Linked DNA regions of Mus musculus: all the other regions are linked to region 2. The links are chromatin contacts, called in public HiChIP or PLAC-seq and promoter capture Hi-C maps. All regions are on one chromosome and are shown on one strand. Each heading gives the region's core, a stretch centred on a gene start, on an enhancer-like site or on the middle of the called end of the contact. The rest is flanking DNA. Distances are from core to core; before and after follow the strand shown.

What was found. Promoter capture Hi-C pulls out the DNA fragments that hold promoters and counts their contacts. HiChIP or PLAC-seq counts read pairs in DNA pulled down with a chosen protein or histone mark. Capture Hi-C pulls out chosen DNA fragments and counts their contacts.
Region 1: a contact with region 2 is called in a promoter capture Hi-C map of embryonic stem cells, with 7 times the contacts expected there. The contact joins the promoter of Gipr here to the promoter of Prkd2 in region 2. A contact is called at or near these places in 1 of 39 promoter capture datasets (embryonic stem cells), 1 of 115 datasets of contacts at active chromatin or transcription factors (large pre-B cells) and 1 of 9 other capture datasets (pancreatic islet).
Region 3: a promoter capture Hi-C map of liver shows a contact between it and region 2, with 3 times the contacts expected there. The contact joins the promoter of Opa3 here to the promoter of Prkd2 in region 2. A contact is called at or near these places in 1 of 39 promoter capture datasets (embryonic stem cells), 3 of 115 datasets of contacts at active chromatin or transcription factors (embryonic stem cells, extraembryonic endoderm stem cells and stem cell-derived neural progenitor cells) and 2 of 9 other capture datasets (adipose tissue and liver).
Region 4: a contact with region 2 is called in an H3K27ac HiChIP or PLAC-seq map of embryonic stem cells, with 13 times the contacts expected there. The contact joins the promoter of Qpctl here to the promoter of Prkd2 in region 2. A contact is called at or near these places in 3 of 115 datasets of contacts at active chromatin or transcription factors (astrocytes, embryonic stem cells and forebrain) and 1 of 9 other capture datasets (liver).
Region 5: a contact with region 2 is called in an H3K4me3 HiChIP or PLAC-seq map of fetal liver, with 5 times the contacts expected there. The contact joins the promoter of Bhmg1 here to the promoter of Prkd2 in region 2. A contact is called at or near these places in 4 of 39 promoter capture datasets (the C10 cell line, embryonic stem cells, liver and 1 more), 5 of 115 datasets of contacts at active chromatin or transcription factors (embryonic stem cells, fetal liver, large pre-B cells and 2 more) and 2 of 9 other capture datasets (adipose tissue and liver).
Region 6: a contact with region 2 is called in a promoter capture Hi-C map of embryonic stem cells, with 6 times the contacts expected there. The contact joins the promoter of Six5 here to the promoter of Prkd2 in region 2. A contact is called at or near these places in 10 of 39 promoter capture datasets (the 3T3-L1 cell line, the HPC-7 cell line, cranial neural crest and 6 more), 7 of 115 datasets of contacts at active chromatin or transcription factors (T-cell acute lymphoblastic leukemia, embryonic forebrain, embryonic stem cells and 4 more) and 1 of 9 other capture datasets (adipose tissue).
Region 7: a contact with region 2 is called in an H3K27ac HiChIP or PLAC-seq map of acute myeloid leukemia, with 7 times the contacts expected there. The contact joins the promoter of Dmwd here to the promoter of Prkd2 in region 2. A contact is called at or near these places in 10 of 39 promoter capture datasets (the 3T3-L1 cell line, the HPC-7 cell line, cranial neural crest and 6 more) and 6 of 115 datasets of contacts at active chromatin or transcription factors (T-cell acute lymphoblastic leukemia, acute myeloid leukemia, embryonic stem cells and 3 more).

Annotation. Positions count from the first base shown.
Region 1 is chr7:19,164,747-19,167,446 of GRCm38.p6, forward strand. It overlaps Gipr (gastric inhibitory polypeptide receptor), which reads right to left and starts at 1,381. Exons shown (of 14, transcript NM_001080815.1): 1 at 1,316-1,381; 2 at 222-378. The coding sequence starts at 278.
Region 2 is chr7:16,841,493-16,844,192 of GRCm38.p6, forward strand. It overlaps Prkd2 (protein kinase D2), which reads left to right and starts at 1,410. Exons shown (of 19, transcript NM_001252458.1): 1 at 1,410-1,541; 2 at 1,990-2,371. The coding sequence starts at 2,132.
Region 3 is chr7:19,227,027-19,229,726 of GRCm38.p6, forward strand. Opa3 (optic atrophy 3) reads left to right here and starts at 1,363. Exons shown (of 2, transcript NM_207525.3): 1 at 1,363-1,558. The coding sequence starts at 1,417.
Region 4 is chr7:19,147,941-19,150,640 of GRCm38.p6, forward strand. It overlaps Qpctl (glutaminyl-peptide cyclotransferase-like), which reads right to left and starts at 1,256. Exons shown (of 7, transcript NM_026111.3): 1 at 1,036-1,256; 2 at 436-579. The coding sequence starts at 1,245. Snrpd2 (small nuclear ribonucleoprotein D2) reads left to right here and starts at 1,898. Exons shown (of 3, transcript NM_026943.1): 1 at 1,898-1,954. The coding sequence starts at 1,953.
Region 5 is chr7:19,117,043-19,119,742 of GRCm38.p6, forward strand. It overlaps Bhmg1 (basic helix-loop-helix and HMG-box containing 1), which reads right to left and starts at 1,302. Exons shown (of 13, transcript NM_001370811.1): 1 at 1,136-1,302.
Region 6 is chr7:19,093,226-19,095,925 of GRCm38.p6, forward strand. It overlaps Six5 (sine oculis-related homeobox 5), which reads left to right and starts at 1,319. Exons shown (of 3, transcript NM_011383.1): 1 at 1,319-2,193. The coding sequence starts at 1,412. Dmpk (dystrophia myotonica-protein kinase) reads left to right here. Exons shown (of 15, transcript NM_001379257.1): 15 at 1-596.
Region 7 is chr7:19,074,755-19,077,454 of GRCm38.p6, forward strand. It overlaps Dmwd (dystrophia myotonica-containing WD repeat motif), which reads left to right and starts at 1,446. Exons shown (of 5, transcript NM_010058.2): 1 at 1,446-1,947. The coding sequence starts at 1,516.

The DNA.
Region 1 (2,700 bases), core at 131-2,630, 2.3 Mb after region 2:
TCTGGGTGGCTCAGAAACCTCTTAGATGGAATTGGGGTGCCTAGAAAATCGCCCAAAGGAAGGGGTAGCTTGTCCCCACCTGGAGGACTTGTGAGGGAAACTGTGTGAAGAGAAACTACCAGTTTATACAGGGAGGGGGGCGAGCAGCCTTAAAACTCTCCCTAATGTAGGGAAAGGCTTAAAACCACCCCAGAGCGCCTATTATCTCTCGAGGTCCTCACCTCCGCCCACTGGAGTCCCCACAACCACAGCAGCAGAAGCAGCAACCGCAGGGGCATCCTTGAAAGGTGATGGAAACTCTGGCCACTCGGAGGCAGTTGGGCTGGAGGGTCCCAAGGCAGAACCAACTCTTGGGCTTCAGTCCAAGTCAGTGCTCACCTGCCAGAAGCACATGGCGTCTGAGGCCACGCCCCCCATTTCCGCACGTGAGGATTTGGGGCGGAGCAGGACTAGGCGCGGCCTCCAGTAGATAAGTGAGGCTGGGATCAGCTAAGCGATTCCCAGGTCCTCCTAAGTGTTGCTGAGGCAGCCAAGGTGGAAGGGAGGGGTGTTTGCTGAGGGGCCTGTTGCCCTAGAGCTGTGACAGGCAGAAGCGTCAGTGTCACCGAGAGGCTAGACCGGAGGGACTCTTGGGAACCTGAGACCTCCTTAGAGAGGAGAGACTAGAAACTGTCAGTCAAGCCCTGAAGGGAATTTGAACCGATCATTTGAGTTCGCATCAATTTATATAGAAGATAAAAGCCCAATCTTCTAAAACTTCCCTGGCTTCAAGAAGTCAGAGGGACAGCGCTCTCCCAGCATCTAAATATTTAGGGAACAGAGAGATATTAGACCCTGGGTTTCTGACTTTTGGACGTTAGATGCTCTGAAAATCCTTCTAACCCAACTATCACCCCCGCCCAGACAATGTGAATGCAGAGTTTCAAAAGGGAATCTCAGAGCTACAGAAAAGAAAAAATATAAGACAAACAAACAAACAAAAACACCAAAAACCAAAAAACCAAAACAAACAAACAAAAAATCACGGACTCAGTTATAAGGTATAAGAACAGAAAGACTTGGGGACAATGAGACACAAGCGAGAGATCAGAGCCTAAAGGGCAAAAAAGGAGATAAAGACAAAACTGTGGCTCAGAGACAGAGGAAGTGACTAGGGAAGAGACAGAGAAGGGGAAAGAGTAGAAAAAGCCCATTTAGAGATTAAAAGAGGTGAAGAGATGACAGGTCAGAGAGGCAGAAAGAGACAAAGATTGAGATAGGGGGACAGTCAAGGGAGAGATGGGCCCAGGGCAAGGGCTTGATGGAGACCCCTTACCTGCACGGAGTCCTGTTCGCAATCTCCACTGACACAGCTGCCCTGCCTCGCCTGCCAGAGAGCTCTGGAAGAGGTGACAGGCGCTGGCAGCCTGGGGTGTTGGGAGGGGGCGGGGCCAGGGCGGACCAGAGAACAGGAGGGGGAGCTCTGGGGAAGAGTGGGAACCGTGGAGCAGGCACGTTTATCACAGCCATTGTGTCACGTAGAGGGAACAGTCACACAGTTATGGTTCCCCCCTCCCCCAGGCCACAGAACACACTATGCCAGCCAGCCACTTACACAGCCTCTCACGCTGCCTCACACAGGATCCCAAATGCTGAGCAGGAGAGCGACAGAGACTCACAGAGTGAGACTCCGTGAGTAACAAGTTCATTCATAGCTCTACAACTAGGACTATGCTGAGAGAGCCAGTCTTTCACCCACAGCTTCCCAATCACTTGCAGGGACAAGCGGCTGTGTGCCCTGGGACGTGGACACTTCACATATGTGTAAACACAGCCTATAATCTTAATTACCACTGCCTTTCTGTTGTCATTGTTTGGTGTATATGTATGTCATTGTATATGTGTGTACGTGTACATGTGTATGCGTGAAGGACCAGAGGACAACCTCTGATGTGATTCTTTTTTTAAAATTTTTTTTATTATTATATGTAAGTACACTGTAGCTGTCTTCAGACACTCCAGAAGAGGGAGTCAGATCTTGTTACGGATGGTTGTGAGCCACCATGTGGTTGCTGGGATTTGAACTTCGGACCTTCGAAAGGGCAGTCGGATGCTCTTACCCACTGAGCCATCTCTCCAGCCCCTCTGATGTGATTCTTAAGTGTTGTCTACTTCCTTTGATTTGGTCTTTCAAGACAAGATTTCTCTGTGTAGCCCTGGCTGTCCTTGAACTCATTACATAAACCTGGCTGCCCTTGAATGCAGAGATCTGCCTGCCTCCGACTCCCTGGTACTGGGATTACAAGCATACACTACCCAGCTTAATTTATCTTGCTGCATGCATAACAAGGACTTTACCAAGTGAACCATTGCTCCAATCCCTGATTTGTCTTTCTTTGTTTTAATTTTATGTGCATGCATGGAGGCATGTGTACCATATTCATGCAGTGCCTGAGGAGGCCAGTAGAGGGCACTGGATCCCCTAGAACTGGAGTTACCCATGGTTGTGAGTCTCCCCATGGGTGCTGAGAACTGAATTCTGGATCCTCCTGAAGTGTTCTTAACTGCCATTTCTCCAGTCCTGTTTCGTTTGTGGTTTTGGTGTGTGTGTGTGTGTGTGTGTGTGTGTGTTTTAAGAAAACAGAGTCTCATTCTATAACCGAGGTGATCTCCAACCTTGGATCTCCTGCCTCAGCTTTTCAAGTACTGAGATTCAGATTT
Region 2 (2,700 bases), core at 160-2,659:
CCTTCTAGACCTGCCCCAGGGTCACGGGGTAAAGGGGGCCGTGAGTCCCAGAAGCAGGCAGTCAAACATGCTGGGGACATGCCTGTCTAGAAGGTACATGTAGGCATGTGGTTTTTAGGGGACACTCATTAGCCAGGCTGTGAGCTCCACGTGGCCTTGCCTCCCCCTGTCCCTCTTTGCAACTTCCCCAGGTGGTAGTTTGGGTTTTCACTCCAGCCTCAGACTTCCTTCCCCAGCCTCTGCCCCCGGATGTGGTGACAGCCAGCACTGTACCCACCTCAGCTGCCCCCAGCAGCGCTGAACCAGTAAGGGGGGGCCCTTGTGGACAAGTTGCTGCTCTCTTAAAGCTCCAGCTACCTGGATGTGAAAACTAATTGGTAGCCACTGCCTGACTACTGGAGTAAAAGTCAGAACGGCTCTTGATGGAGTTAGAGTTGACTACACAGACTCACAGGCTCTCAGTTGATGTTAGCTTTTTAGATTTCCTGTTATTGCACTACTGTTTATTTCAGAGAAGGGTGGAGGTCAGGACAACCCACAGTAGCTCAGCTGGTTCTCCTTTGACTATGTGAGTGTACAGGATTGAACTCAGGCCAGTGAGCTTGGCTTCAAATGCCTTTCCCCACCTGGCCATCTCACCAGCCACATGTTGGATGATTCCGTTAACACACCCACCCAGACACCCCTGGATGTTTTCAGTGCCTTCCCTTTCCTCTGCAAAATCAAAGGCAGCCACATCAACTCAACTTTAGCAGTGTCCAGGCACCACCTGTATTTCGGCCTCATGACAGAAAAACTAAGGCTCACAGTGGAGAAGTCACACAGCCAGAAAGATGTCGGCACTTGGTCTCACAGGAGGTCTATCAAGTGGTGGTGTCCTTTGTCATGCCACCTTGGTTGGAGGGACAGGCTTTGTACCCTCAACTCTCTGGAGAGAAACCTGAAATTAAGCTCTCTTGTGCATCCTAAGGCCTCCTCGACTTCCCACCTTATATACTGGGCTTTTGAGCTGGGGACGCGCGCTTTTGTGTGTGTGTGTGTGTGTGTGTGTGTGTGTGTGTGTGTGTGTGTGTGTGTGTGTGTGTGTGTGTTGGGGGCAGGTTGAGTAGCAGAAACTGTAAAGCCACCGGACTTGACAACGATTTCCGACCCTTTCCCTGCGGTGGGCGCCGGATGCGTGCCAGTCTGACAGCTCACTCCTTCAATGACAAAGCGCCTGCCCCTCTCGCGTGCCGCGGTGAACTGCGGCGAAAAGTCAACTTTCCAGGCTGGACTGTGCAGAGGAAACGCTGACCCTTCCGCCCTCCTACCCCCAGCCACCAAATTCCCCCCAACTCCCTGGTGCGGGGTCCCGCCTTCCCCTTCCGTCCCAGTAAGGCCCGCCCTGTGATGTCACGGTGCCCTGCTTTGATTGGCCAGCTGTGCCATCGCTCCTGAGACTTCCTTCTGGGCCGCCGCTGCCGACTTAAACTTTGAAGGGGGAAAAATAGAGCTACCCGCGCTGTGCGACCCTCCCTTGTCCCCGACCCGCCCCGCCTTCGGTAACGCTCCCTCCTCCGCCGCCCCTGATCCAACTTTCCTCCGACTTTCACGACCTGTGAGAGTCTCTTCTTTCAGCCCTGGCCCTGGCAACCCCTCCTCATCCCCGAGCCAGTCGGGTTCCTACGATCCACTAGATCCCTGGTCAGACTCCCGTTTTCTACCCCCAAGGCAGAGCATCTTCAGGCCTGCCCTGACTTTGGTCCTGCCGTCAAACCCACCGGATCCTGGCATTCCCTCTGCTTTGCTCTCAGCCTTCTTTCTCCAGGGGCCTTGGATCGCAGTGTCTTTTGATTCCAGGGACCCTGCCCTACCCGACTTTCTTTCCTGGTTTCTTCCAACCTTCCAATCTCTGGGTACCCTTCCCCAAACCACTGTTTTTCTTTCTGAACTCTGCTCTCTTGACTCCCGGCGTGTGACCCACTAGATGCCTTTTCTCTCATTGCCCAGGATCCCGCCATCCTCGCGTCTCTCAACCTGACAGATTTCTCTCTCAAATGCCTGCGTTCTTACCACCACCGCAAGAGAGCTCTCGGATCTAGGTCCCAGGGTCCTTGGTGAGCTTTGGGCGGCAGATCTGGATCTGGCCCCCATGGCCGCCGCCCCCTCCCATCCCGCAGGACTCCCCGGCTCTCCGGGGCCCGGGTCTCCTCCGCCCCCCGGTGGCTTGGATCTCCAGTCGCCGCCACCTCTGCTGCCTCAGATCCCGGCTCCGGGTTCGGGGGTCTCCTTCCATATCCAGATCGGATTGACCCGAGAGTTCGTGCTGTTGCCGGCTGCCTCAGAGTTGGCTCATGTGAAGCAACTAGCCTGTTCTATCGTGGACCAGAAGGTGAGGGCATAGGGGGCTCTCATGATAAAGGAGGAGGCTTTGGAGGTGGCCTGAGATTGTTGGGAGGCCAGAGAGGGGCCTAGGTGACAGACGAGGAGGGGCACTACACCCTAGTCGTGTCCTCACTCCACCACCGGTTTCAGAGAGGCCCGGATAGGGGTGGGGTGCCCAGAGGCCTCCCCAAATTGCCTGTCGCTGCTTGTTGTTTTCTGCAGCGAGCAGGGAGGAAGGGAGGGGCCTACCAGGTGTGGAGTTGGGAGGAAGGGGCAAGTGGGAGCAGCTGATCAGGAAGAGCTCTTCTGATGGGCCCATCCTGGGCCTCCGGTCTT
Region 3 (2,700 bases), core at 113-2,612, 2.4 Mb after region 2:
TCCGGGGTCCCTTGGCTATGTGTCACCAGTTTTTTCTCTTGATAGCCACGACCCCTCTGCTCCTTTGCCTTCCGGTCCCTTCCCGTCCCCAACTACCCATCCTCACGCCACCATCCAGGAATTTCTCTCAACTAAGTCTTGACTTTGTTTATATGATTTTGCTCCCTGCTGGGTAAGGGAGGACAGTCTGGGACATGTCCTTAAAGTTCCTTCCTGAGCCAGCTCCCTGGGGACCCTTACCCTCCAAAGGAGGAAGTCAGGCTGCTTGAGAACCAGTGATATTAGGCAATGTGGTGGCTGAGAAGCCCCGTGTCACCCCGTTCTTATGGGACCCTCAGTCTTTCACTCGGTTACTTGGGAAAAGGATGGATTAGCTGTAGTGCACATTTGGGCTTTGCGGGACATGCTCTACATGTAGTTACTTCCTGTGTTTTACATTCAGGATTCACACACAAAGCTGACTAGTAGAGCCACTCAGTGAGCATGGCGCAGCGATAGAGTCACCGCCTAACCCCCTCCCCCCTGGGAGGAGCTGGAGTCTTTTGCTCAGTGGTGGAGCCCCCCTCCTAAGATGGGAAATGCCTTGGGGTTCAGAGACACAAGCCTCACAACACAGAAAACACAAGACAGGTACTGTTATGTGTGACATTTTGCTCACGGGGATGCTGACATCAATGCTGGGCCGTGTAGCGCAGGGCTGTGATCCCAGCACCGCACTGCGGCACAGACACAGGAGGATCAGGAGTTCCAAGGACAGCGTAGGCTACACATTGAGTTCGGAGCCAGGCTGGGTTACACGAGACCGGCTTTTAAAAACAATTAGGGGAAAAAAAACAACAACAAAAAAAGAACGAACCGATTTCCTGAAGGGTTGAGTCACTCCTCCAACTTCAGAGAGTGAGTAAAGCGGCAGGTCTGTATGACTACGCGCTGACTCGCTCCCCTCCCCGGCGAGGGCACTAACCGCCGGGAAGGCGCACCCCGACTCTTTAGACTTAATTGGGACTCACCAGGCGCCTCCTATGGGCAGGGAAATCGACTCAGTACGTGACATCACGCAAGACGCGGTGACGTCAGTACGTCGGGACTAGGGCTCCGGCCACGCTCCCACGAGCGGCCGTTTAACGGCACCGCCCTCTGACGCTTCACTTCCGCCGCACATTTGCATACCCAACGTACGGACGTCGAGGCGTCGACGCGGCGACGTCACGAGCGCCCGCCCCCCCCCCAGCAGACAAACACCCTCCCCACCACCTCCGCCGCGAGCGTGCAAACGCACGCTCCTACGTAGGCACGTAGGCAAGTCCTTCCTTACGCAAGCACGCACGGCCCACGGGCGGGTGGGGGAGGAACGGCGAGGTCGGCGGCGCCCCGCCCAGTCAGCAAGGTTGCGCGTGCCCCAGGGCGGCCGCCGAGATGGTGGTGGGCGCGTTCCCCATGGCGAAGCTGTTCTACTTGGGCATCCGGCAGGTTAGCAAGCCGCTGGCCAACCGTATCAAGGATGCTGCCCGCCGCAGCGAGTTCTTCAAGACCTACATCTGCCTACCGCCAGCCCAGCGTGAGTCTCACCCCAAGGCCTCTAGCCCTTCCATTCCCGATCTTTCTAGTTCAGGGGAACGGCGTCTGTGCTTGACCAATCCCGGCGCGAACCGGCAAAACGCTATAGCCAATGAGGATGGCTTCTGCTAGAGGGGCGTGTCACTGACCCAATAGGGAAGAAGGGAGAGCAGTCAGGGGCGTCACCGCGCGAGTTTGGAATGCAAGCCAATAGAGAAGAGGGCTTCTGGCGGTTGACGTCTACACCAGCCAATAGGATGAGGTGTGAGAAACACCAGGGTGGAGCTTATTGTCAGAAGTTAGGGGCGGGACCGAGAAGAAGTCCCCTTAGCGATCCGCTTCGGAGCCATCCTTAAGAGAGACACTTGACTACAGAAACCCCAGTTTGTCCCTCAGTTTCCCTTCGGCCCTGTGGGTGATTTGCGTATCACCCTGGGTTTAGAGCACAGAGCTTGTGCGTTAGTTTTACACTGAGTTAGGGTCGTGATAGTGTTGGAATCTTGCGACCTGGCAAAAGGATGAACCCAGAATGGGCGTCCTTCCGTTTATTTATGAGTTTCCTCACACCGATCCTTTTCGTTCGGTAGCCGCACCGTGCAGGCTTCTTAGCCCGACACTGGGAAAGATACGGTCCTAATATGTCCGCATTATGTCAGGAACTGTAGGCAGACTCGAGTTTAGAGCAGCCGGGTGAGCCAAGGGAGTCTCCTGAGCAAAGACCTCACTTGCTTCGCAAACGCACCAGATGTGTGCTCCTAGAAAAGACTGATCTCTGTAAAGCAGAGACGAGGGGGAAGTCTTTGTAATTTACCGAGAACTACCGTTCATGTTTGTCCAACGCCCCATGTAGCTTATAAATGATATGATGAGTGTTTGTTTTGAGCTGACCCTGCTTATAAAACAACAGGGTCTATCTACGCCAGTACCAGTCTGTCGAACCAAGACTCATACAGTGACAATCTAGATGGGATGGCAGAGCCCACTAGGTACCTGACCTGACATAGAGTACAAAGAGCACTTCCGGGTAGAGGGAATATTCCAACTGAGACTGAAGGGTGAGGAGAATCTCACCAGACCACTGAGGGACATTGTTGGCTCCAAGGGTGGAACATAGGCACTAAGGGGACCCTTGACTTTTCTCCT
Region 4 (2,700 bases), core at 6-2,505, 2.3 Mb after region 2:
TAAAGTGGATCCTAAACACAGTATCTGAATGGCACCACACCACTAATTCTGAAGCCAACCTTCTTGGATTTTAATTCTAATTAGCTGTGGGACTTGGACAAAATGTAAAAACTTCAGTTTCCTCATCTGTATAGTGGAGATTATATTAGTTCAGACCTCACCAGAGAGTACACTGCTTCTGCCTAATATAGGATAATATTTAGTGGGGGTCGTATAGTGCGGGATTTGTGTACCACCAAGAGAATCTAGTCAGGTTCACCTGCCGCTGCAGCCACCACCACCACCACTCCCCTACCCGCCTACTCCCCATCTCTGTCCCCCGACCCCCATCAGATCACTTCTGCCTCCTGGCTGTTTTGGGATCTTCGGAGCCTGAGTTCCATTTCCTGACAAACTGGGGAAAGGAAGTTGGGGGTTGACAATAAAACCCTTTACCTTTCTCACTTGGAGATTGCCAGAACTACCCGGGGGTCGCACAATCAATAAGGGACGCAGGAAAGTTCCCCAGAGACGCTGCGGATCCAGCTGCCCTACCACCAGCCGCAGCTTGGCTTCTGAAAGGCTTCCGATCAGCGGGACCTTGGTTGGGAAATGGGATGGGAAAAAGAAAAATGAAAACAACCCCATTCCCACCTTATCCTGGGCGCCGTTGCCTACTAGGAGTCCTGGCTCTTCCTGGTAATGCAAATCTCCAGCATCAAAGATTTCCTAGACTGGGAGAAATCTTCAAAGCAAATCTGGTCCAGCCTACCGCAGTCCTAACGAGGAAATTGCAATCGGGTGATGGAAATTTCTAAATAGATGGCTTGGGCATAGAACTCAGTTCTACCAGTGTTGCTATGAGGACTCGTCATCTTCAGTGGGGTCTATCACAAAACAAGCCTGAAGCCTTATTTTGTTGGGTAGGGGCACGCGCTCAAGTCATGGATAAATGGCACAGGCGGCAAAAGCCAAATGATAAGACCACGGTAACCTGAGACTCAATACGAAGGGAAAGAGGGAAATGACGCTGGCTGGGCACCAGCCAGGGCTCACCCGCAGATCCCGGCTCCGTGACATCTCCTCAACCCCAGGGTGCCAGCTGTTCCAGACGATATAGAAAGCCAAGCCCATAGCCAGCGCCAGCAGCAGCAGGGGCAGGAACTGCACTCGCGGCAGAAGACGGCGCTTGGAAAGTGAGGGTGGTTTCATGAGGCCACGATCCTCGAGCCGCTGCCGGGGCCGCCCGCGGCTCCCGGGACTCATGGTAGCTTTGCTCTGAAACCAATCCCGGTATGGTGGTTTGAGTTTTAGGCCAAGATCCGCCTCGCTGAGGTTACAAAACCCAATAAAGAAGCAGAGTAACTGCGTCCTTCCCTGAGACGATTGCGATTGGCTGTCCTAAGCGCCGCCCCACCCAAAAAGGAGGGCGGAAACCTTAAGGCCCGCCTCCACGGAAGAGGACCAGTCAATGGGCTGCGTCCGAATGTGCGAAACCTTCCAAGGCGCGGGGTCACGCCCCTCACGGAAGTCGATCAAGAAACTGTCGTTCAAGGAAAAAAGGGGCGGCATCCATCCCTAAAACAAGGAGCCGATTGGTTTACCTGAAGCCATGCCCTCAAGAAAAGTGTCCGAGGGTATTTGGAAATGGGGTTGTGTTTTCCATCTTCCAACTGGACGGTTTGACGGGAAAATAATTCTAGTCAGACCCCGTATTATTTTCCTCATGAGCAGACACCCTATTGTGATCCTCAGAAGCTTCAAATCCTCCTTATAGGCATTTTCTACAGGAGAGTGCAGCCTGAAGGGTCGCTATGGTAACAGGCCACGCCCACAGCCGCTGGTATTTGGTTGCGCAGGCGCCGACGGAAGTGAGCCGCAGGAGACGGAAGTCCCGCCCTTCTCGCCCTGTACGCCAAAGGCTGGAGCAACGCGCTTGGAGGCGGGAGTGATCTGCGAGCGAAACCTACACCATGTGAGGCCGGGCTGGGCTTTGGCGGGGCCGTGGAGATGGAGGTGGACAGTTTAGCTGAATAACGGTCGAAATGGGGTGTTTTTATAGCTGAGGGTAGAGTTCCTCGGGCAAAAGTAATGTTTTTCCTTCTGGGGTATTTGAGATCGGGCTTGGGGCCTCGCTCGGATCTTGAGTTCCGGAGAGGGGACAGCTTTATTCCATAACGGGCATGAGACTCTCCGAGGTCCTGAGTCTTGTGGAAAGGAACCATAAAGGGAAAGCTGAGTCTGATGGCACATGCCTGGAATCCCAGGCCTCGAGAGGCTGATGCAGGAGGTTCGCTAGTTGGCCTTGGCCAGCTTCATAGCGAGACCGCTTCCAAAAGTAATAGTAATTTTAAATGGAAGTGGTCTTATGAATAAAGAGCTTGGCGGGGAAGGAAGAACTGTTAGAAATAGTGAAAAGTATGGGACGTAACCAGGATAAATTAGAGAACCTAACTAGAGACTGTCAGAGTAGCAGGGTACTACAGTGGTTTGGTGCGTGTTTATTCATTGAGCATATACTATGTAGACTGCTTGTAAGTTAAGACACATGGTAAATAAAAGGTCCTTGCCTCCAAGGGGGTGGGGGAATCTCCCTGGTGCTTGTAAAAAGAGTGGAGTAGGAAAGCCATAGAGTAATAAATAGGTACATACACCTTAGATAATCAGGTTTGGATGGAGAATTGAGCAGGAAAGATATAATGCCAGTAGGTAGCACAGTAG
Region 5 (2,700 bases), core at 52-2,551, 2.3 Mb after region 2:
CAGTCTCACCTTATACCAGCTCAGGTTTATGTAGTCAGGCTGGACTCCAAATCATAAAAGGTTATATGTGTGAATTACCACAGCCAGCTCAGACCACAAGCCTTAACACTGAAAACCCCAAATCCTAGAGGAAGGATATCCAGGGTATAAAAAAAAAAGAAAAAAGAAAAACCCTCACCACCCCAAATGTAGTGGGAATACCCAAGGGGTGCTTCCCCTTCTCAGAAGAGAAGGAGAGGGGCACTGGGGGAGGACCTACCAGAGGGGTAGGAGGGACTGAGAGGAGAGGAGGGCTGATATTGGGATGTAAAGTGAAAAAAAAATTTTAAAAAGATTTATTTATTTATTATATGTAAGTACACTGTAGCTGTCTTCAGGCACCCCAGAAGAGGACACCAGATCTCACTACAAATGGTTGTGAGCCACCATGTGGTTGCTGGGATTTGAACTCAGGACCTTCATTAGAGCAGTGAATGCTCTTAACCACTGAGCCATCTCTCCAGCCTCGAAAAAATAATTTTTAAAAATGTGTTTCATGTCCTACAATAAATATCTCTAAACTCTAAAACTGTCCCTTCAGATCCTCACATTGTGATTTCCTTCTTAGAAAACTTAGACCTCACGCATGCATCCCACTGAGACCTGGAACCCTAAATTGACACCTATACGCAATGAGTAGCACGACGACTCCAGGCTTTAAAATTAATTCTCAAAGACCCAAGCCGTGCCCACTCCAGAGCCTATTTTCCTGCTTTGATGGTCTCCACTGATACTGAAAAGCCCCAACCCTGTCAAATTAGACCTCTGACCCTCCGAACGTAACCCCTGGAACCCCAAACTAAGATTTCCAGATCTCCCGTCTTCAGCTTCCAAAAGCCGAGCCTCGAACAGGAGACCCCATGTCTCAAACGCCACTAATAACTTTCCAGAAACCCAGCCTGGATTCCCTCAAACACAAAGTCTACCCTCAAACCGGTCTCGAGCTCTGGGGTCCCTCTCCATCCGACCTAGAGCTCCCTAGGGGGTCACGGCCGCAGGGTGTGACTCTGACGACTCCTCACCATCTCCCCGCTACCTCAAGCCAGCTAGAGCCAGGGCGTCTGCCGCCCCACACCCGTTGGTCACCAGCACTCACCTCAAGATTTGCAATATGGCGTTAAGCCTCGACTTCTGCTTTGGCACTGGGCTCACGCTTCGACAGTCTGAAGGCTCCGGCAGCGGCTCGCGCGGCTCCCGCGGCTCGCGGGGTCCCAGGGATGCAGACCGCGTGCCTCCCGACGCGCAGACCGAGCGAAGAATGGCAGGGCGCGAGGCTGTGGCGCGAAGGCACCAGAGCGCCTGAGGCGAGGCCACGCCCCCTCCACGTTCCCGCCACGCGGTGCCAGGCACGAGCAGAGGAGCGTTGGAAAAGGGCAGTGCGGCGAGTGCGCACGCGCACCCGGGGCAGGGCACGGGCCACAGCTCCGACACGTGCTCCCGCTCCCGCGCTCGCAGCATCAGCCAATCAGCTCTTGCTCCATTACCCGCCCTTTCCTCAGGCCACGCCCTCTGTTTTGCCCCGCCCCCTGACCTATTTACCTCAGACCCCAGCAGGATTTGCCAGGTGTCCGCAAGCGCGAGGTGTCTGTACTCCCCCTGCTGGCCCTCCTGTGTCCCCATCCGACCCTTTCGCTTTAGGGCGCATCTGCTTAAAGACCACTGTGTGTCAAGTACCTTGTTCAGGCGGCTAACTTCGCCACCTTTCCCTGAAACGAGGCTTTGTAGACCCCATGGAAATGCCAGTTCCTGTAGCTGCAAACAAAGTAACCTTTAGTGTCTGAGTGTGGATCCAGTCTTGCTATATAGCCCAGGCTTGCCTACTACTTGTAACCGTTTTGTCTCAGGTCTGTCTGGAACGCAAGGAATGCACTACCTTGTAACTCAGGTTACAAACTACACAATTTATTTTTAAAAAGCATTTTAGTTTTAACTAGGTATACATGTTGGGGGGGTGGGGGGGAGGAATACTGCACGCAGGTGTCCCCAGATGCCAGAGGCATCAGATGCCCCTAGAGCTGGAGTTTTAGACAGGGGCTTCTAGGGGCATCTTCAGGGGCAAATGCAAATTCTCTGCAAGAGCGATGTCTTCCTAACCTCTGAGTAGTCTTTCCAGCTTCATCTTTATTTTTTGACACAGCGTCTCATACCCTTGACCAGGCTAGTCTCAAACTCACAGAGGTACACTAACCTCGGCGTCCAAAATGGTGCGATTAAAAGTGTGTGCCACCACGGCAGATTCAAACCGTACATTTTGGAAATGCTGCCAAGATTCCTGCCCTTCTGGAGGCTCTGTTCTACCTGTGATGTGAACATAGTGCCTGGGCTTTTCCTCACTTCGATATCTTGTTTTCTTTATTTGCCAATTAGGAGGTGGTGGTAGGCAAGTGTGGGGAGTGAGATGAAGGTGAGAAATGGGAGAGAAAGTTTGGGAAAACTCATATATTATTAATTATTTGTCAACTAACATGATAAATCAATAAAGTTGTTCTTCCTAAACTCTTCATCCCTCGCTAACGTCCCTTTGAAGTAGCCTCGATTCTCTTTTCAAGGGCCTCGGGCCAAAATGGAGGCGGCTGGACTCTATTTCCCAGATACCCTCGCGGGAGAATTTTCTGCGCCTGCGTATTTTAGTGTGCCCTTAGCCTCCTGGTAATTAGAGTT
Region 6 (2,700 bases), core at 69-2,568, 2.3 Mb after region 2:
TTCTGTGAGCCTGGGTCCCCACCCAGCTCCGCTCCTGTGATCCAGGCCTGCCACCTGGCGGCCGGGGAGGGAGGAACAGGGCTCGTGCCCAGCACCCCTGGTTCCTGCAGAGCTGGTAGCCACCGCTGCTGCAGCAGCTGGGCATTCGCCGACCTTGCTTTACTCAGCCCCGACGTGGATGGGCAAACTGCTCAGCTCATCCGATTTCACTTTTTCACTCTCCCAGCCATCAGTTACAAGCCATAAGCATGAGCCCCCTATTTCCAGGGACATCCCATTCCCATAGTGATGGATCAGCAAGACCTCTGCCAGCACACACGGAGTCTTTGGCTTCGGACAGCCTCACTCCTGGGGGTTGCTGCAACTCCTTCCCCGTGTACACGTCTGCACTCTAACAACGGAGCCACAGCTGCACTCCCCCCTCCCCCAAAGCAGTGTGGGTATTTATTGATCTTGTTATCTGACTCACTGACAGACTCCGGGACCCACGTTTTAGATGCATTGAGACTCGACATTCCTCGGTATTTATTGTCTGTCCCCACCTACGACCTCCACTCCCGACCCTTGCGAATAAAATACTTCTGGTCTGCCCTAAATCCCGCGCAATATCTCTGTTGTGGAAAGGAAACCGCCCCGCAGGCCAATGGAGAGTCCAATAGAGACAACCAATGGCTTGAGTGGGAGCTAGAGGGGAGGCAAAGCGCACGAATCAGGTTGAAGGGTGGGGCTTAGGCATCCAGCCAGTAGGAGAGAAGCAACAAGCCACCAGAGACACCACCGCCCCCCACCCTCCCCCCCAGCTGTGACCCAGCTGTGCCACTCAAGTTTGGAAAAAAGTAGGGGGTTGGGCCAGCAGCGGGCACACCATCTTCCCACTGCGCCTGCGCAAGCCACGCGCATCCGCTTTTTGGACCGACACTCCAGAAAAGTTGCTGCAAACTTTCTAGCGCGATTCCCCGCCCCTCCTCCCAGCTAGATCCACCGCCTACCCGCGGGGCCGGGAATTCCGAGGGGCGGAGCACGGCGCGGAGATGGGAAGGGAGGGGGCCCTTCAAGGGACCCGGGAGATGGGAGCGGCTTCGCGCCCTTAACCCTCCGGACGGCCCATTACCTTCTCCGTTGCTCTGATAGGGAAACTGAGGCCCTGAGTCAGAGGCACACAAGGGGGGAAGGCCAAAAGCGCGGCCAGAGACGGAGGGAAAACAAAGAATCCTGACAGCCCGGGAGGGGGGCGGACACACAGGGACAAGGACAGACCCGAGTGCAGAGCTGGGTCTAGTCTTTGGGAGGGGGCCAGAAGACTGCAAGGGGACCGGGGGGGGGGGCGGCGAGGAGGACTGGGCGGAGGAGGGGGCTGGGGAAGCCCGCGGGAGGCGGCAAAGGAGGGAGGAACTTTCCAAAGTTGCCAAACATGGCTACCTCGCCTGCGGAGCCGAGCGCGGGGCCCGCGGCTCGGGGGGAGGCGGCGGCGGCGACCGAGGAGCAGGAGGAGGAAGCGCGCCAGCTTCTGCAGACTCTGCAGGCAGCCGAGGGGGAGGCGGCGGCGGCCGGGGCGGGAGATGCGGCGGCGGCGGCGGACTCTGGGTCCCCGAGTGGCCCGGGGTCTCCCCGGGAGACCGTGACCGAGGTGCCCACTGGCCTTCGCTTCTCGCCCGAACAGGTGGCATGCGTGTGCGAGGCGCTGCTGCAGGCGGGCCACGCCGGCCGCTTGAGCCGCTTCCTGGGCGCGCTGCCCCCGGCCGAGCGCCTACGTGGCAGCGATCCGGTGCTGCGCGCGCGGGCCCTAGTGGCCTTCCAGCGGGGTGAATACGCCGAGCTCTACCAACTTCTCGAGAGCCGCCCTTTCCCCGCCGCCCACCACGCCTTCCTGCAGGACCTCTACCTGCGCGCGCGCTACCACGAGGCCGAGCGGGCCCGTGGCCGTGCGCTGGGCGCTGTGGACAAATACCGGCTGCGCAAGAAGTTCCCTCTGCCCAAGACCATCTGGGATGGCGAGGAGACCGTCTATTGCTTCAAGGAGCGCTCGCGAGCGGCGCTCAAGGCCTGCTACCGCGGCAACCGCTATCCCACGCCTGACGAGAAGCGCCGCCTGGCCACGCTCACCGGCCTCTCGCTTACACAGGTCAGCAACTGGTTCAAGAACCGGCGACAGCGCGACCGCACTGGGACCGGCGGTGGAGCGCCTTGCAAAAGGTGAGGGGGGAACCGACCCTCCTTCCTCGGTGGCCGCTGGAGTCTGCGCAAGTGACCCTTCACATCCCTCTTCGGTGGCGTCGGCGAGTGCATAGGCTGAGCGTGGAGAGACCAGGCACACCCTGGGTTCTCTGGGCATCACTGCCTCAGGGGCAGAGGTTGTTCCAGCTACTTCTAAGCTGGGAACGCAGTGCCAGGAATGGGGGGGGGGGCGGGGGCGGGACGGGCAGTGAGAAAAGTGAGGTATCCCTGGAGGAGCGGTAGTAAGGAAGGGAAAGGGGCCTTTGTCTAAGGCACCCAGGGTAGGGACCCGCTTTTGGGGCCTCTGCAACCTGGCCCCTCGGTAACCATTACTTACACCCACCCCCACGCCCCCTCCAGCCCAAACAGCGTGGTCTGTCGCTTGTCTTTGTTGTGAAACGTGAACCTTCTCCGGCTCCGGTTTCCCTGTAACCCAAGCCCTTCCCCTCCCACCTCAGCGCCAGGCCTCTAGCTCTGGTCTCTGAC
Region 7 (2,700 bases), core at 196-2,695, 2.2 Mb after region 2:
TGGGTGTTGGGAACTGAAGTTAAGTCATTCCACCCATTTGTTTTTTATTTTTACATTTTATTTGCGGGGGCGGGGGGCTGGTGTGATGGCTCGGTGTTCAGAGCACTGTTTGCTCTTCCAAAAGACCAGGGACTGATTCCCAAGCACCTCCATGGGACATGGCAGTTTACGGCCAGTTGGCCACGTGCTGGCCTAGCAATGCACAAAATCCTGGGTTCAAGCCCGTCAATGCACATGGTGTAGTACCAACCTGGAAGACATAGAGTCAGGAAGATCTGGAGTTTGTGGTATTTTTGTTGTTGTTTTGTTTGTTTGTTTTCAGCTACAAGGTAAGATGGAGGTCAGCCTGAACTAGAGACCTTGTCTCACAAGGGGGGCGGGGGGAGCAAAACAGAACACAATCTTCTTCTGTCAATGTGATAAAACATAAAATACCTTGACAAAAGGCCGCTTAGGGGAGAAAGGGCTATTTCAGCTTGCAATTCCAGGTCTCAGTACATCATAGCAGGGAAGTCAAGGCAGGGCTGTCTCCAGAATAGAGCAGGAAGAAGGGCATGTGTGCTTGTTTTCTTGTGCTCAGCCTGGGTCTCCACTCTTACACAGTTCCGGACTCCCTGACTAGGGAATGGCACCTCCCACAATGGACTGAGTCTTCCTGTATCAATTAAGGCAATCTCCCTCAGACTGGTCTACAGGCCAACCCCAAGTAGACTGTCCCTCATTGCGATTCTAGGTAGCCTCAAATTGACAAGGTAACAACCATCATCACCAAACCGAAACCAAAAAAGGTAGACAAGGTCAGATAGGCGACAGATGGCTACACTTCACTCTGACAGCAGCAGGGGACCACAGGTGGTCAGCGAGGAAGGGAAGAGCTGGGCGTGGTGTCTCAGGCCTGAGACTCCAGATGTTGGGTCAAGTTTGAAAACTGCCTGGGCTACAAGTATGAGACCAAAGGTCAGTGAGATGGATCGGCGGGTAATGGCACTTGCTGCCAGGTAGGTAGCTTGAAGACCTAAGCTCCATCTTTAGGATCCACATGGAGGAAGGCACTTGGCTCCCTCTGACCTCTACATGCTCGTTCACGCACAAATACACGCAAAAATAAATGCATTTTTTTTTTATTATTTAAAAAACAAAACCAAGAATCGCCCGGAGTCAGCTGTAACAACACGAGGCTTCTGAATAGGCTTTGAGGCTTCTCCGTTGCTGGGCAAACGGTTCCCAGGGCGCTGTTGTTAGGGTCTAGGGGCGTTCCCAACAGTCACACCTCGTAGCCAACCAAACGCGAGGGTCTGTCGCGTTGACCACACCCACATATTGCCTCCGCCCACAGCCCCAGAACCGTTACCTCAGCAACTGTCTCGGCTTCTCCCGCCTCCGGCTCTGGGTGCCAATCGTAGAGGCGTCACCCGGACGACGACCCTACCCCTTCCGGTGCTAGCCCCTCAACTTCCGGCTGGGGGGTCTGGCGGTGGGCGGTCGGGCTGCGGTGCGGCCCGGGGGGCGGCCAAGATGGCGGCGGGCGGCGCGGAGGGCGGCCCGGGCCCCAGCGCCGCCATGGGCGACTGCGCGGAGATCAAGTCGCAGTTTCGCACCCGCGAGGGCTTCTACAAGCTGCTCCCCGGCGACGCGACGCGCAGGTCGGGCCCGACCTCCGCTCAGACCCCGGCGCCGCCTCAGCCCACTCAGCCCCCGCCCGGGCCCGCCGCAGCCTCCGGGCCCGGCGCCGCGGGTCCCGCGTCGTCCCCGCCGCCCGCCGGCCCCGGGCCCGGGCCCGCGCTGCCCGCCGTCCGCCTCAGCCTGGTGCGCCTAGGCGACCCGGATGGCGCTGGGGAGCCGCCCTCCACGCCCTCCGGACTGGGCGCGGGAGGAGACCGCGTCTGCTTCAACCTGGGCCGGGAGCTTTATTTCTACCCCGGCTGCTGCCGCAGCGGGAGCCAGCGGGTGAGTGCTCTGCTTGCTGGGGACTCCGGTGCCGAGAGCGCTGGGGTCCCAGAGTGACAGAAGGCCCCGAGGTTGGGCATCCCAGGGGAGCCTGGATCCTGGAGCTAATGGAGTCCTGAGAGGTTGCAGGGGAATCTTTGCGTGGGGAGGTTCTCTCCGGTGGTGAGTGTTCAGGACGTGATGGCGCTTCTGGGAGGAAATGGGGGAGGGGGGTCACGGAGGTGACAGATATTCTGTGGGCTTTGGGGAATCCTAAGAGGATACAGGCCCAGGGGATGGAGAACGGAGAAATGCATCCTGCCTTCTGGGCCTGTTGGAGGGAGTCTTAAGACTTGCCATACCCAGGGCTGACGGGATTTGTAAGGAGCCGAGGTGTGGCTTAGGGGTCGACGAGCAAAGCAACAGGTGAAGGAGCTCCTAAAGAATATGGTGTCTAATGGCTTTGGAAGAAATGAAGGGGGTTTGGCAAAATGATGGGAGCTCTGAATTGATGGGGGTTCCTGGCAGGGGACATCCCCAGGTGTGACAGATATCTGTAAAGCAATCCTAGAAGAGGGGTGACGTGAGGAAGTGGGGGAGACAGAGAGATGGGGATCCGGAGAATCCAGTGGTGATAATGAGGGACTGTAGTGACTGATGGCTGGCTGAACCACAGCAGATGTCCTGGAGTTTAGGGGCTCCAGGCTGAAGGAAATGAGGCTTTGGCGATGGATCCCAGGATCCCATGTCAAGGCTGCCGAGGTAGGAGGATCC